Regions from separate parts of the Mus musculus genome. Here regions 1 and 2 are each linked to region 3. Evidence: chromatin contacts called from public promoter capture Hi-C data. All regions are on one chromosome and are shown on one strand. The core of a region is the stretch at or near the end of the contact, and the rest is flanking DNA. Distances in the headings are between cores, read along the strand shown. Region 1 holds the start of Cyp4v3 (cytochrome P450, family 4, subfamily v, polypeptide 3). Region 2 holds the start of Fam149a (family with sequence similarity 149, member A). Region 3 holds the start of Mtnr1a (melatonin receptor 1A).

Region 1 (4,591 bases), core at 1,408-3,907, 260 kb after region 3:
GTGCAGATCTCTTCATTCCTCGAGGGTGCTTCAATGTTCTCACACATAAACACACACATTCACACATACATACACACATGCACACACATTCATACATACATACACTCACACATTCACACACAACACACACACATATACCCACATTCACACACACATAAATACACATACATACACATACACTCATACCCATATATACACACACATACAGCCAAGGTTACATAGGAACCCCATCTCAAAAACCAAGCAAATAAAAACTGAATACACACACACACACACACACACACACGTACACATATATATTCAAACACACACCTTCACACATATACATGCATGAACATACACACAACCCCCCTACACATTCCATACACAATGCTTCCTCAAAAAGTCAACCTTTGGATAATGTATTTGTGCTGAGACAAATGTGCCAAGACAATGTCTAAGCTGAATTAGAACCCTAGAGTCTTTGAGCAGTCCAGACTGTGAGGAGTAGCACCAGCGATAGAAAATGAAATACTGGAGAAGAGGAAGTGGGGGAAGGCCAAGGGCTTGCCTAAGCAGTGAAGTCTGAAGGCTGGCAAGCCTGGACTTCTGATGACCAACGTGGCTGGAGAAAAACCTCAGAGAGACACCAGTTTGCTTTCTGCATTGTTTCTTCTGAACTCAGGGTGTTAGGATTCTGCTCATGTTAAAGAGGAATTTTTCTTATCTGGGCCGCTCAGATTCACTAACCTCCTTTAAAAACTCTTTACCAACACTCAAAAATAATACCTTTACCAGGTCTTGGGGTGGTTCATTTTACTGAACATGATGGGGCTCTGTATATAGCAGAGACACTGGACTGTTTCCTGATGGGCATTTTGGGTTTTGTATTTCATCTTCTGCGATTTTCACAGTGGAATGGTTAGGGTAGACTCTCAAGTGTCAGAGTGGAAGGGGATGTTAGCTTTCTTTTGAGTATTATTCAACTAAACAGCATGGGTTTTTATCAACATGGTTCTAACATACATAAAAGTGTTGTTGGATTACTTCTTATAAGTCACACCGATTGTTAGGTGACGAGAATTTGCTTGGATTTCTGCTAGATAGTATTTTCGTACAAACTTTCCCATGGTGTCCCATGTTATTCAAGTTAAGTTGTTGTGACAGTTTTTGTCCTGGGTCGCAGAAGTGATAATAAAGGATCTTAAGAAGATTTAAATGCTTAGCATAGGGAATGCCAGGGTTGTGACATGGGAGTGGGTGGGAGGGTGGGAGAGCACCCTCATAGAAGCAGGGGGAGGGGATGGGATAGGGAGGTTTTGGAGGGGAAACCGGAAAGGGGGATAACATTTGAAATGTAAATAAAGAAAATAACCAATAAAAAATTTAAAAATAAAATGAGATGCAACTATATTAAAACCTATATTAAAGAAGATTTAAAATTGATGGTCAGCCCGTAAAACAACTATTAATAGTTAATCTGAAGAAAAGGTAGGATCTGGTGTAGGTTCTTTTAAAATGTGCCATCTGGAAGTCTCTTCTCAGTTCTGGATGTCCAGGCTTACACAGCCATGAAGATTAAGTGTTAAGACTGAATACACTATCTCTAACAGGGAACCACAGATACCACTATTTTTAAGAACTTTCTGACTTTAGGTATTTTTCTAAAGCAAAAGAACAAAATTTTTTTGCATAAAACATTTCTTTAAAATTATTTCAGGTTTAAAAAACACCACCAACAACAATAACGACAAAAACCTCTCCAATAAGTAAGATTTTTGAACCTAGCCATATAAATTTACTTCAAGGCCCTTGGCAGTAGAGTCTGCTGAAGTGGCCTTGAAAGACTTCCTCAGAAGGATTGATCTACAAAGGCCAAGAGGATTTTAACTGCATATCAATCAATTAATTTTACTTGGAAAGACTGTAACCTGTTCTATACACACATGCTATATACACATATGTATGTTTGCTATGCTCGTTATAGGATGGGAGGCACAAAGCAATTTGGCAGGCACTAGAGTGGAAATGGGTATGGGGAGAATTAGGAACTTACTCCCTGGAGGGTAAGGGTGAGTTGGAGGGGTGGGGGTGTGGAGGTTGGAAGATTTCTTCTTTCTCCTAGCAGGTCTGAGGGATGTGAAGACCTCAATTGTGGCAAGAAAAAGTTGGGAGGGAGTGGGAGCAGTCCATTAAATAGGTGTCTCTGACTGACGAGGCGCCTAACAGCCTTAGTTAGAGTAGTAGACGGAGTAGACACTTCCTTGTACATACACATACCTGCGTTGTTGGGCTTCATATAAAGCGCGTGTCCCACCAAGGGGTAGGCGCGGGCCACCGACGGGATTGACCGCATCTGCTGCCATTTCCGCGCGTAGCTTACCAGCATCGGAAAGATGCTGATCAGGATAGTGGCGCCGGCCAGGGAGACCGCGCTCGCTGCGCCCCAAAGCAATAGTTTCTGCCCACTGAGCCCTAACCACAGCCACAACATCTCTCTGATTCCCCTCTTCCCTCTGGATTGCCAGTGAGAAGGTGGCGACCAGTCGCTGCCGGGTGCAGAGGAGGGAGGGACAAATTCGGGAACTCCAAGCTCCCGGCTCAGGGCTCAGGAAAAAGAACCCCCGGGGCACACCAGGTCCTCTCAGATCTTCCAGCTCTGGAGCTGGGAAAATCTGTAGCGTCTGCACCACGCCCTGGGGACAAACTTTCCGAGGGGGCGGGGAAAGCTCCCGCAGGTTTGTTGTGATGCCCTGCACGAGTCTGCGTACTACGCGCCAGCCACTGGGGTTCAAGGCGAAAGCGAAAGACCGGAACAACTTCTGAGCTCTGAAGTTCAGAATGCACGTGAAAGCTCACGGTGTGGAAAGATGAGGATGGCGGAGGAAGTCGAATTTAGGGTAGCTTCGGGATGGAGAAGAAACTAGAAATTCGCATCGCCAGTTCCGGACACCCTAGGGCCGGCTAATGTGGGCTGTTAAGAATTTTGCAACTCCCTTGCTTTGTGGAAGGATTACAGATCTCATAAGCAGTCTGTTTTAAAAAATTCAAATGAAGAGTCCTCGGTGTCGAAAGGCAGTTTTTGGAATTCTAAATTCAACTAGCCCTTGCGCAAACCTGCATCAGTTGCTGCCCTAGGGCAGGGCCGGTTGCCCAGGGGCACCGGACACACTCTGGCCCCTGCTTCAGGGTCCGGCACAGCAACCGCCTTCCCATGACCTAGAAGTTTAGGGAAGCCACGTATCCAGTGAGTGTCAGCTGACAGACTGAATCACCAGAACTAAAGGAGAACACAGTCTAGCACTTCCCTAAACATTCTCTGATCAAGGAAAGCCAGAACTAGAGAGAACAAGGGTGGGGATGGAGGGGCTCAGAAGTGGGTGGAAGAAGGCATGCTATGAGGAGGGTTGGCAACAGTAATGGGGCACAGTCAAAGTGAAGCTAAAATGCCAAGCCTGCAGAAAGGGAAAGGCCAGAAAGAAGAAGCTAGCAAAGTTATTTACTAGCTACCCATGGAGGTCTCCAGCCTGAACAGGAGTCCCTGTTCTACACCCCATTGTCCTTACCAAAGGGCAGGATGAGAAGTGCCCTTGCCTACTGCACACTGGGGAGAGTGCCAAGAAAGTTGAAATCCACAGATGCCCTGGATTCTCATTTTCTTGAGAATGTTATTTTCATACAGAGACTGCATGGTGTGCCCACAAACACCCGTGTGGCCTCTGGGACCTGAAGAAAGCACATCTAGGGCTTTCCTCAGTTGAATTTTTAAAAACGTATTACATTCTTTTTAAACTGTATGCAAGCATGGAGATCAGAGGACAACAACCCACCATGTGGTTTTGGAGGCTCAAACGCAAGTGGTCAAGTTTGGTGTCAAGCTCTTTGGCCAGCTGAGCCATGTTGCCCACCCCTGCAGTTACTTTTTACAAAAGAGCCATCTGGTGTGTACTGTCAGGAAAAGAAGTTCATAAAACATTAAGTGAAAGAGCAAAAGAAAACAAATGACGAAGCAAAATATACATTGTTACATTATCGTAAGTATTCAAAGTAGCATGTTATATAGTGTATGTATCCACACTAGTGTAGAACATTAATATATTTCATAAAACATAGTAATATAAATATAGATGCTTCATATGCTGTGGATAATTATGAATATTCCTTCTCTTTGATATCTTTTGACTCAATTATTTCCATTCAGTACATATGCTTATGAGCAGAAGTGCTCGGTGATATGCTAATATATAATTGTCCTTAAAATTGCCTGTTTTCAAGAAGTGTATTGGGGCTGGTGAGATGGCTCAGTGGGTAAGAGCACCCGACTGCTCTTCTGAAGGTCCGGAGTTCAAATCCCAGCAACCACATGGTGGCTCACAACCATCTGTAATGAGATCTGACGCCCTCTTCTGGAGTGTCTGAAGACAGCTACAGTGTACTTATAATAAATAAATAAATAAATAAATAAATAAATAAATAAGAAGTTTATCGATTTACTGTATTTATTATATTCCATGGCTATAATGCACATACACCAATATATCTACGAATGCATAAATATAATGAAAACTTTTCTTTGCAACTACACTAGGCAGGTATGGAGGCAGAAAGTGAA
Region 2 (4,288 bases), core at 127-2,626, 310 kb after region 3:
CATGCTCACTGTCTAGGGTTCAGTGCTTCGGGTAGCAGAGACCTAGCACACAGTCTGTCCCTTCCCTCTTTTTCTCCCTTGATCAACAAGAAGTTTACTGTGAGGATGTTAAGGGAAAGTTTCTCATAGTCTATGTTGGAAATGACCAGAAAGCCTGGGAGTGGGCGGAGTGAACCCGGGAAGAGATTGTGGCAGGCAGAGGGTGGAAGTCAAAGTTGACAACACTGTTGCTACTCACCCTTCTGGGTCATCCTGGGAGTCGCTGTCCGAGGTCCATTCCTCGCCAATGTCAGGCAAGGTGAAAAACAGAGTTTTGGGAACCGGACCCGGGGCCATCCATACACTGGGCTCTCGCTCTCCAGGAGCTCGCAGCTGGCGAGGGTTCCGTGGACTTGATGCTGTGACGCTGTTGCTGCCCAAGGGGATGGTGACAGAAGGCAGGGTCGCCCAGTCAACCCCTGGGCTGGGTAAAGTCACTGAAGCCACTGAGCCGGCAGAGCCACTGTAGGGGGTTAAGGGCGGTGCTATGGATGCTCCTGAGCTGCTGGGCAGAGATCCGGAACACCCTGTTGCTTCTACCCTTTGAGCAGCTGCGGAGCTCCTGGGGTGCGAGGCAGGGAGCGGAGTGTGCACCGGGGTGAAGGGCTCCCGTGAGGCCGCGGTGTCTGGAGGCAGAGATGGGAGCAAAGTCAGGGTCTCAGCCTCTCTAAGCGACGTGCTGGCGCCGGAGTCTACTGATCCTGTGGCCGCCGCGCCTCCAGGGTGGCTGGAGACTGCCGGGGATGCTGTTGAGAGCTTGAAGATCTTGGCAAACAGAGACCCCAGGTCCAACACAGCGACCTTCATGCCTTGGTCCTGGAGAGGTTACTGTGACTGTCGCCGGGAGGTCAAGGACACCAGGTGCTGGTCTGCAGGGCTCCATCCACCACCCCCTGCAGCGATCTGGATCAGATGGCTCTGGGGACGAGCAGAGGGTCCTGGGGTCCTGGCACACAGCTTCCTCGAGGCTTCTAGGTCTTTTTTTCCACCCACAGGAATCCGTTGTTTCAGCGTTTAGTTCCTTATGGGTCTGACAGACCCTCTCCAATGAACCCACAGATGTAAAGGCGACAGAGGGAGGCTGGTTACCCTCTGCAAAGAGAAATCCCTCCTGTCCCACAGTGTAGTAAGATGTTCAAGGGACCAGGGGCACAGAGCTCAAGGAGAGGACTAGTGTTGGATGCACGGATTATGGGCTAAACTCGCTGGAGATTCTCTGGCTGGCCCCTGGGGCTGCACAGGCGGTTGCTAAGCTAAACAAAACCCCTGCTAAGCTCTCTGCTAATTGGACTCCAGGCTGTAGCTGGGCTGTGTCCACAATAGAAACACCAGCTCCCCTCCTTGACTCTTGCCTTAAAGAAACAGTCTCAAATTTCGCCACCATCCTTACAGCTTCAGGCTGCCCAGGAGCTACTAGGACCTTGAACATAATCCCTGCAAGCGGACCCATCGGTTCCAGAATGTTCTGGAACTCATTCGACTTGACAAGTTCAAATATACCATGCTCATGATCATGATCTTTGATGTGAGAAGGGTGAGCAGGAAGGTGAATTGAGGGAATATGCTTGAAATGGGCTCCACTTTGTTTACCCCAAGATTTATTTTCTGTCCATCACTGAAGATGTCAAGATATCTTATGTGGAACAAATGGCATTACACCTACTTTGATTTTATATATGTATGAGCTGAGCTATGGTTATTTTTATACCTTCTGGTAAGCTTTGCATCTCCGTTTGTTGTAACTATGACAACATTTAAAAACACTTTTAATGAGGGGATCTCTACACTACCAACTGAAGACCAAGCCTCTAGCGCATGAACCTGGGAGGGTGTTTCTTTTCAAACTGTAACATAATTGGAACATCAAGCTTTATGTTTTCCCATAGGCAGCTCATTTTCTACCTATCATATTGAAAATGGCCCATGATCTCATTAGTGTATCCTACCTGGCAAATAAACATGTCAGAAGCACCTTTATAGAATTTCAAGACTCATTTAGCACTGAGAGACAAGGAGATACAGTGTTCTTGAAGTACAATAAAACTAACAAAACAAAACAAAACAAAACAGATACTTATCTATCTCAGGTTGTGACTGAGATAAGCCCTTAGACACAAGTGTAGCACATGACCACCATCTCAGTCAGCATCACCTGGGAGAAAGCACAGCACCTGCAGAGGGGGAGGGGCAGGGGGAGGGGGAGAGAGAGGGTGAAAGAGAGAGAGAGAGCTCTGGAGCAATAAGGCTCCATCTAATCAGATTCTGGGACTAGGAAGAGTATGCAGTCGTCAACATGGAAAGCTTGGAAGGAAGGATCTGGATGAGGGGAAGGGTGAGTGAGTGCCAGACAACCCCAGGTCAGCAGTGGTGGACCCTAGAGACAGAGGTGCTGGGGACAGACCAGAAAGGCTGTGACGACTGTAGGACAATGAAAGGCTATCAGAAGCAGACTGGCATTGGCCAACTGCCACTTGCCATGTTCTTGTCATTCCCCTGTGCTGCAATTTGCCAGATGGTCCCCAAGCTATGGAACATATGTCAGGGCATTCAGATACTTCACATAGCTCCTCAGGCTTGCAGTAAATGTTATGTGAATGGCTGGTCCCTTGTCCTTACACACACACTCTCTCTTTATATGTAGATATAGATATAGATACAGATACAGATACAGATACAGATACAGACACAGACACAGACACAGACACAGACACAGACACAGACACAGACACAGACACAGACACAGACACAGACACAGACACAGACACAGACACACAGACACACAGACACAGACACACAGACACAGACACAGACACAGACACAGACACAGACACACACACAGACACAGACACAGACATAGACACAGACACAGACACATATATATACACAGGCACACATACACAGACTCATATAATTCCTACAGTAATATTTCTGAATCATAGTTGACCTCAACTGAAACCATATGACAAAAAACCTGGGTGACAGGACCATAATATAATTAAGTTCTGATGAAGTCATTTGCATGGACCCTAAGCCAATGGGACAGTATACTGTGAGCAAGAAAAGTGACATGGGAGAAAACACCCTAACCTCTGTGGTGACAGATATGTGGACAGTCTCAAAACTACTGTTCAGGTGGTAGAGGGAGAGAAAAATCCTGACTTCCAGGTTTCCAGGGGATCCGAGCTTTGCAGATACCCAGTGTAGGATTTGTAGCCTGCAGAAGTGTGCTACGTGAAGCCATCCTGACGTGGCAACTTGTTATGATAACCCTAGGAAACTGTTAGGGGATTGCTTAAGCAAAGAGGAGCTTTTCACCATCATCGTATTTTACTTGTGATTCTAGAAAAGTATTCAGTGGCCACATTGGCTCTAAACAGCTGGCTATAAATTCAAGTGGTGATAGCAACTGTCTTTAATCCGTAGAGAAAGCGACAGAAAGAGAGAAGGCCCATGGAGGAAGGTCCCACTGCTAGTTAACTAATGACTGTGGCTTTCTGAAAAGCTAGCCCCATAAACAAGGGGCAGTGGATGAGTGATTGACCCTTTTGTTTTTGCAGACACTGCTTTGGAAAAATGATCTGTAATTGCACCCATAATAAACCCTTCTAAGGAAGCCACTGGGTCTCTTACAGCCATTGTTCATCCATCAACAGCTTTGTAGACACATGTGAGATGTTACCAGGTTAATCCTTAATTACCAACAGCATGCAGTTTTCATGACACGAGCCTTAGGTGGTGGACCATGATGCTCTAGCTGAAGCTGAAGAATAATGCAAAGAAAAGAAATGATTCACGGACTAGGACTGTACTCATTTTAGACAGGCTGTTAGTAATGTTAAAGTGTTTAGTTTTAAAAATCGTATTTTGATTAGCTAAGAACTTGGCTTATTTTTCTTCTGTCATTTAGCTCTGACATGGAGAAAATACTAGGGAACTATAATAATGTTTCTATGAACAAATTTTATGTTTTGGAAATTTAATATTTGATCAAAACAAACAAGAGTAACTAATTTGTTTATGAAGTACCTGTCTCAAATAGGGACATCTTCTGGGAGTTACATTTCTTTATAGAGATCACTAAGCAGAGCTTAAAAAGTAAAGAAAAACTCCCAGCTTTAATTGAGCTAATTCTTCTTTTTGTGACTCCAGGTTACATTGATTAATCAGAGACAAAGCAGTATAAAGAAATTATAGCTACATTCACTTCTAAGCTCATTCAGTGTTGTACAGCTTGAATGCTTTCAATGGA
Region 3 (4,778 bases), core at 1,841-4,340:
CAGTGTTCAGGTGTATAATGTATGATCATACATCTTCTCTTTCAGTGGTAGAAAAAAAAATCCCACAGAGGCTTTTAATGTATTCAGGACTTGTGTTCAGCAAGGTTTTGAGCAGCAGAGAACCCATTTATAGGGAAATTAATGATTCAGTTTCTCACCTGTAGTTGGAAGGAAAAAAAGAATGTATCTTTCTCTGTTAGCTACTGTGATAGACAAATGCTCTTGTCCTACCAGGAGACCTCATTCCTTTCCCAGCATGCCACTGGAGATCCAGCCCTCCTCTGAGATAAAGCACTTCTGGGTCTGCTTTGAGCTCAGGCATTCTTTCCAGGTCAGTCTCAGGAGTTGCATGGAGAGTGCAGGAGCTATGTCTTGTAGCAGTTCCCACAAAGATCACAAGTCCATCTTTAAGCTGTTCTTGTCCACTGCAGCTCTTACTGTAAACCATAACTGAAAAATCAGCTCTCTTGTGGGCCCCACTTTTCAGGCTTACTAGGTGTGTGTGTATGTGTGTGTGTGTGTGTGTGTGTGTGAGAGAGAGAGAGAGAGAGAGAGACAGAGAGACAGAGAGACAGAGAGACAGAGAGAGAGACAGCCAAGGCACATGTGTCAGAGAACAACCTTGGGCCTTGGGTGTGAGTCCTTGCCTTCTGCCTTGTTTGAGGCAGTCTTTATTGGTCCGTGTTGGAAACACCGGGCTTTGGACTTATAACTGTTCCTCTCTGCTCCCCATCGGGACACAGAGGCATGTCTGTGTGGGATCTGGAGATAAGAACTCAGGACTTTCAAAAAGGGGCTGGGATGGGAGGAACTGGGACAAGTAAAGGGAACAAAAACCATAATCAGGATGTATTAGATGAGAAAAAAAATTGATTTTTAATGAAATGTGGGAAAGGAACTTAGGTCTCAAACTTAGCAAGTTGAGCCATTGGGCCGTCTTGTTAGCCCAGTTTTGGTTTTTTTAAAAATATACAATTTACAAGGACTTCAGAGAGAAAATGGAGGAAAAAGCTTTGTGTATTTACCCCCAAATTGAGCCTTTTTGATTTTGAGTAGTGGTACCAGGAACTAAACCCAGGGCTTTAGGTATGCTAAACATATACTATACACCAGTGACACCCTCTAATTCTCAATTTCCAGTTTTAATTATTTCTAATTATGAGCCCTAGTCATCTTGCCATTATTTTTACCCACACTCACTCAAAAATGTTACACTCGTTACATTGCATTACAATGCTTCATTGTTACATCATATATTCACATACATATATCATGTCATATATCAACAATATACATCATGTCATATATCATATATATCATATCATATATTGTATTGCTATACCATATATCATCTCCTGTTTTATATAGTTTATGTTATGTTTTTCTTATTATAGGTGTCAAACATTTCTGTGGCCAATACCGGTCTATTGAGAAACACAGTCACTTAGAAATGAGGTTTGGAGCTGTGGACTCAGGGGGACTCAAGTTCAAAACCTGTTTTCACTCATGACTGATTGCATACCTCTGCACGTTACTTCACTGGCCAGTGTTGCAGGGTTTCAGCCAACATATGGCCCTCACAGTGTCAAACCCTGTCAGATTAACATCGTGTAAGACTGCCCATTTGAAAAAGCTCTCCCAGGGCTGTGCAGAGAGCCCTAGGTCAGTTGATGACCTAAGCTCATGGGTCTTTTCTATGCTCACGATGATGGGGTTCGGTCCCACTCTCCCTCTCATGCTCACTTAGTGAGGGGGCCCTTCCTTACCTCAAGTTTAGAGACTCACTTACCCACATTCCCTTAAACATATCTTCCTGTCCATCACCGATTTCCCTCATTGCTAATTTAAAACATTAACCTTCTTAATTCTGTGCTTTATTCTCGGTTTAGATGAAATCTCGCACATCCCAGGTTTGTCCTGAACAGCGGAGGATGACCTTGAACCTCTGATCCTTTGCCTTCCCTCCTGGGTGCTGGGGTTACGTGACTGAGGTGCCACATCCAGTTTATACAGCACTAGAAATGGAGTCTAAGATTTTGCAAATGCTGCACAGGAGCCCTAACGACAGAGCCACACGCTCAGGCCCCTCAATTCTGCATTGCATTTCTTCTTGAAATTATTGATGAACACAACCATTTTACTTAATATGATTTGTTGAGACAGGATTTTATACAGCAACACTGATTGACCACACAGCTCAAGATGCCCCCAAACTGGTGTTGATTCTCCTGCCTCAGCCTCCAGAGCTACGACACATTGTTTAATTTTAATACAGATTTTAATATTGTCATGTCATGCTTTTCTGGTATTCATCTTCTTAAAATGTATTTTCTTCATTTTTCTTCACTCTTTCAAAGGGACTTTGGAAATGCTTAGGAATTGGACAGCCATAAAATATATGGAGAGCATGAAAATTTAAGTGTTCAATATGAGAACATCATATGTTTTGTGTAAGTCTCCTTCCCCATGTTGAAGAAAGTTTTGGGGTTTTGTTCCATTCTGTACAGAGCTGGCTAATGCACTTCCCAGAAATCTTACACTGTGGTTCTACGTCTGCTTCTATTATCTCAAGTTTCTGTTTTCACTGATAGTTTCAAAAGAACATATACACCTGTCATCTGCAAATATTTACATTTTGTTTCGTTTAATTGCCAGAAACACCCAGAACAGACATTAAATCGTGCTATGCCAGACGGAAAGGGTGTGATTTAATATCATTATTACTTTATTTTTACACATCATTGACTATTAAAGTTGATGAGTTAGATTCTATTTTCATCTTCATTTTCCGGATAAGACATCCAGGGCATCTAGTCCTGGTTAGGATTCAAGTTCGTGAATCGAGGCCTTCCAGGGTGCAAGTTTCCCTCCACTTGATGCCTCCACGTGTCTCACCGAGTCTCGCCACACGGGGGCGCAACGTGCACGCACTGTGGGACCTCCGAGTCCAAGTTGCTGGGCAGTGGACAGCAGGTGTCAGCAGGCGGCAGTGGCCAAGTGCAGAGAGGGTGTCCTACCACCGGGAGGGGCTGGAGTGGGCAGGACAGCCGCGAAGCAATCATAAGGATGCAAAGTAGACGCGGGAGGGCCATAAAAAGTGGCGGAGAGGGCTCGAGCAGAGCTGAGCAGTTGAGGGCTCCGGGGCGACAGGACAATGGCCCTGGCTGTGCTGCGGTGAGGCACCCAGGGGACCATGAAGGGCAATGTCAGCGAGCTGCTCAATGCCACTCAGCAGGCTCCAGGCGGCGGGGAGGGAGGGAGACCACGACCGTCCTGGCTGGCCTCTACACTGGCCTTCATCCTCATCTTTACCATCGTGGTGGACATTCTGGGCAACCTGCTGGTCATCCTGTCTGTGTACCGCAACAAGAAGCTCAGGAACTCAGGTAGGGGCTCCGGGCACCTTTCCCAGCGCTAGCCCCATTGCGGGACACTGAGAAAACTTCAGAAAGTCCGTTTCTGAGAAATGAGACTTTGGATAATTTTCTCTCCTTTCTCTTGACCCTGTCCCTCTATAAGATGCCTTGACAAAGATCATCCAGGAGTCTTCAGTTCTTAGAGATGTAAAACTCTGTTCCCTCCCACAGCATCTCTTTACTCATCTAGATCAACGAACTCATCATCAGTTGTTTGGATTTGCATAAAATCCATTTCCCCCAACTTCGCAAAAATAGGAGAAGATGCAGAAGCCGCCAAAAACAACAGAGCTACTGCTTGGCTTTTGTTATCAGGTGTGGTTTTCAGCTAACAGCACCAAATTGCAAGGTAGTCTGGGAAGATGCTAAGAATGCTGAGGAAGCACCTTTGTTCCTCAAGTCAAATCTGCATTTTAGAAGATGAAAACTGTAGCGAGAAATGCATTTGCATAGAATATAGGACTAGAGTTAATTCTGTGTTTGAGTTACAGTTGGGGTTCCCTGGAGCAATGAGCTGACCTAGTTACCCTGCGTAAGAGCGTAAGAGCGGGTTGGTCGGTTCTCCCTAAGCTTTTTTATGCCTTCAAACAGCGTCAAGGTTGCTTGGATTTCTGTTCCTGGTTTGGAAGTAAACTTTTGGTAGAAGGGTAGAGGGGAATCCATTTGCTTAAATAAATGGCCCCAAATGATATTTTTGTCCTAAACCAGGTAGCTGGTGAAAACTCAAATTCAGGCAGCATGTGGCTCACCTTTGGCCTAGCTTCTGCAACGCTTCGGGCTGTGCAAAGTACAAGAATTAGTTTGAAAATATCTGATAATGTGAATTCAGTTTGGCTTAGAAAACGGGATGACTTCCTTTCACGGATGATCGGCCTAAACTAGAATCCAGTCTTCAGAATTCAATAGCTTGGTGGTTGTTGTTTGTGGAGCATTGGCAAAGCCCTAGGCTTGGTCTCCACCACTGTAATAAATGAATAGTTGGGATAAGCGAATAGTTGGGGGAGCACACCCCTTCTGAGAGCTAGGAGTCTCCACAAGCTGCACTGGGACCCTGAGCACCCATACAGAAAGTCCTTGAGTGAGCCCAAGGGTCGGGCATCAGACTCATTCACTTTACAGAGAAGGGTGTAGTGAGGCTCAGTAGTGGGAGGCTCTAATTCTTGGGGTTCCTGCCTGGAGCTCACCTACCTTGCTCCATTGGTCTCTATAACCTTTACTTGAGAAGTCTGAATCCTATGAGACATTTCCTATAAAAGGTGTTCACGATTCTGGTGGCTTGGGAAAAGTACCCCAACTGTCCTACTATTTTGAACATTATTGTCTAAGCAACTTCTTGAGTCCATATACTGCATTCCTCTCACT

Evidence for each region. Promoter capture Hi-C pulls out the DNA fragments that hold promoters and counts their contacts.
Region 1: a contact with region 3 is called in a promoter capture Hi-C map of liver, with 5 times the contacts expected there. The contact joins the promoter of Cyp4v3 here to the promoter of Mtnr1a in region 3. A contact is called at or near these places in 19 of 39 promoter capture datasets (the 3T3-L1 cell line, 3T3-L1-derived adipocytes, the HPC-7 cell line and 10 more), 18 of 484 Hi-C or Micro-C datasets (the HL-1 cell line, Sertoli cells, brown adipocytes and 10 more), 3 of 115 datasets of contacts at active chromatin or transcription factors (all in embryonic stem cells) and 2 of 9 other capture datasets (embryonic stem cells and pancreatic islet).
Region 2: a promoter capture Hi-C map of embryonic stem cells shows a contact between it and region 3, with 4 times the contacts expected there. The contact joins the promoter of Fam149a here to the promoter of Mtnr1a in region 3. A contact is called at or near these places in 12 of 39 promoter capture datasets (the 3T3-L1 cell line, 3T3-L1-derived adipocytes, embryonic stem cells and 5 more) and 1 of 115 datasets of contacts at active chromatin or transcription factors (embryonic stem cells).

What each region holds. Positions count from the first base shown.
Region 1 is chr8:45,330,506-45,335,096 of GRCm38.p6, forward strand. It overlaps Cyp4v3 (cytochrome P450, family 4, subfamily v, polypeptide 3), which reads right to left and starts at 2,658. Exons shown (of 11, transcript NM_133969.3): 1 at 2,260-2,658. The coding sequence starts at 2,473. All of the region lies in intron 3 of Gm30504 (a long non-coding RNA gene), which reads left to right.
Region 2 is chr8:45,380,915-45,385,202 of GRCm38.p6, forward strand. Fam149a (family with sequence similarity 149, member A) reads right to left here and starts at 1,377. Exons shown (of 14, transcript NM_153535.2): 1 at 239-1,377. The coding sequence starts at 846.
Region 3 is chr8:45,066,017-45,070,794 of GRCm38.p6, forward strand. It overlaps Mtnr1a (melatonin receptor 1A), which reads left to right and starts at 3,091. Exons shown (of 2, transcript NM_008639.3): 1 at 3,091-3,386. The coding sequence starts at 3,194.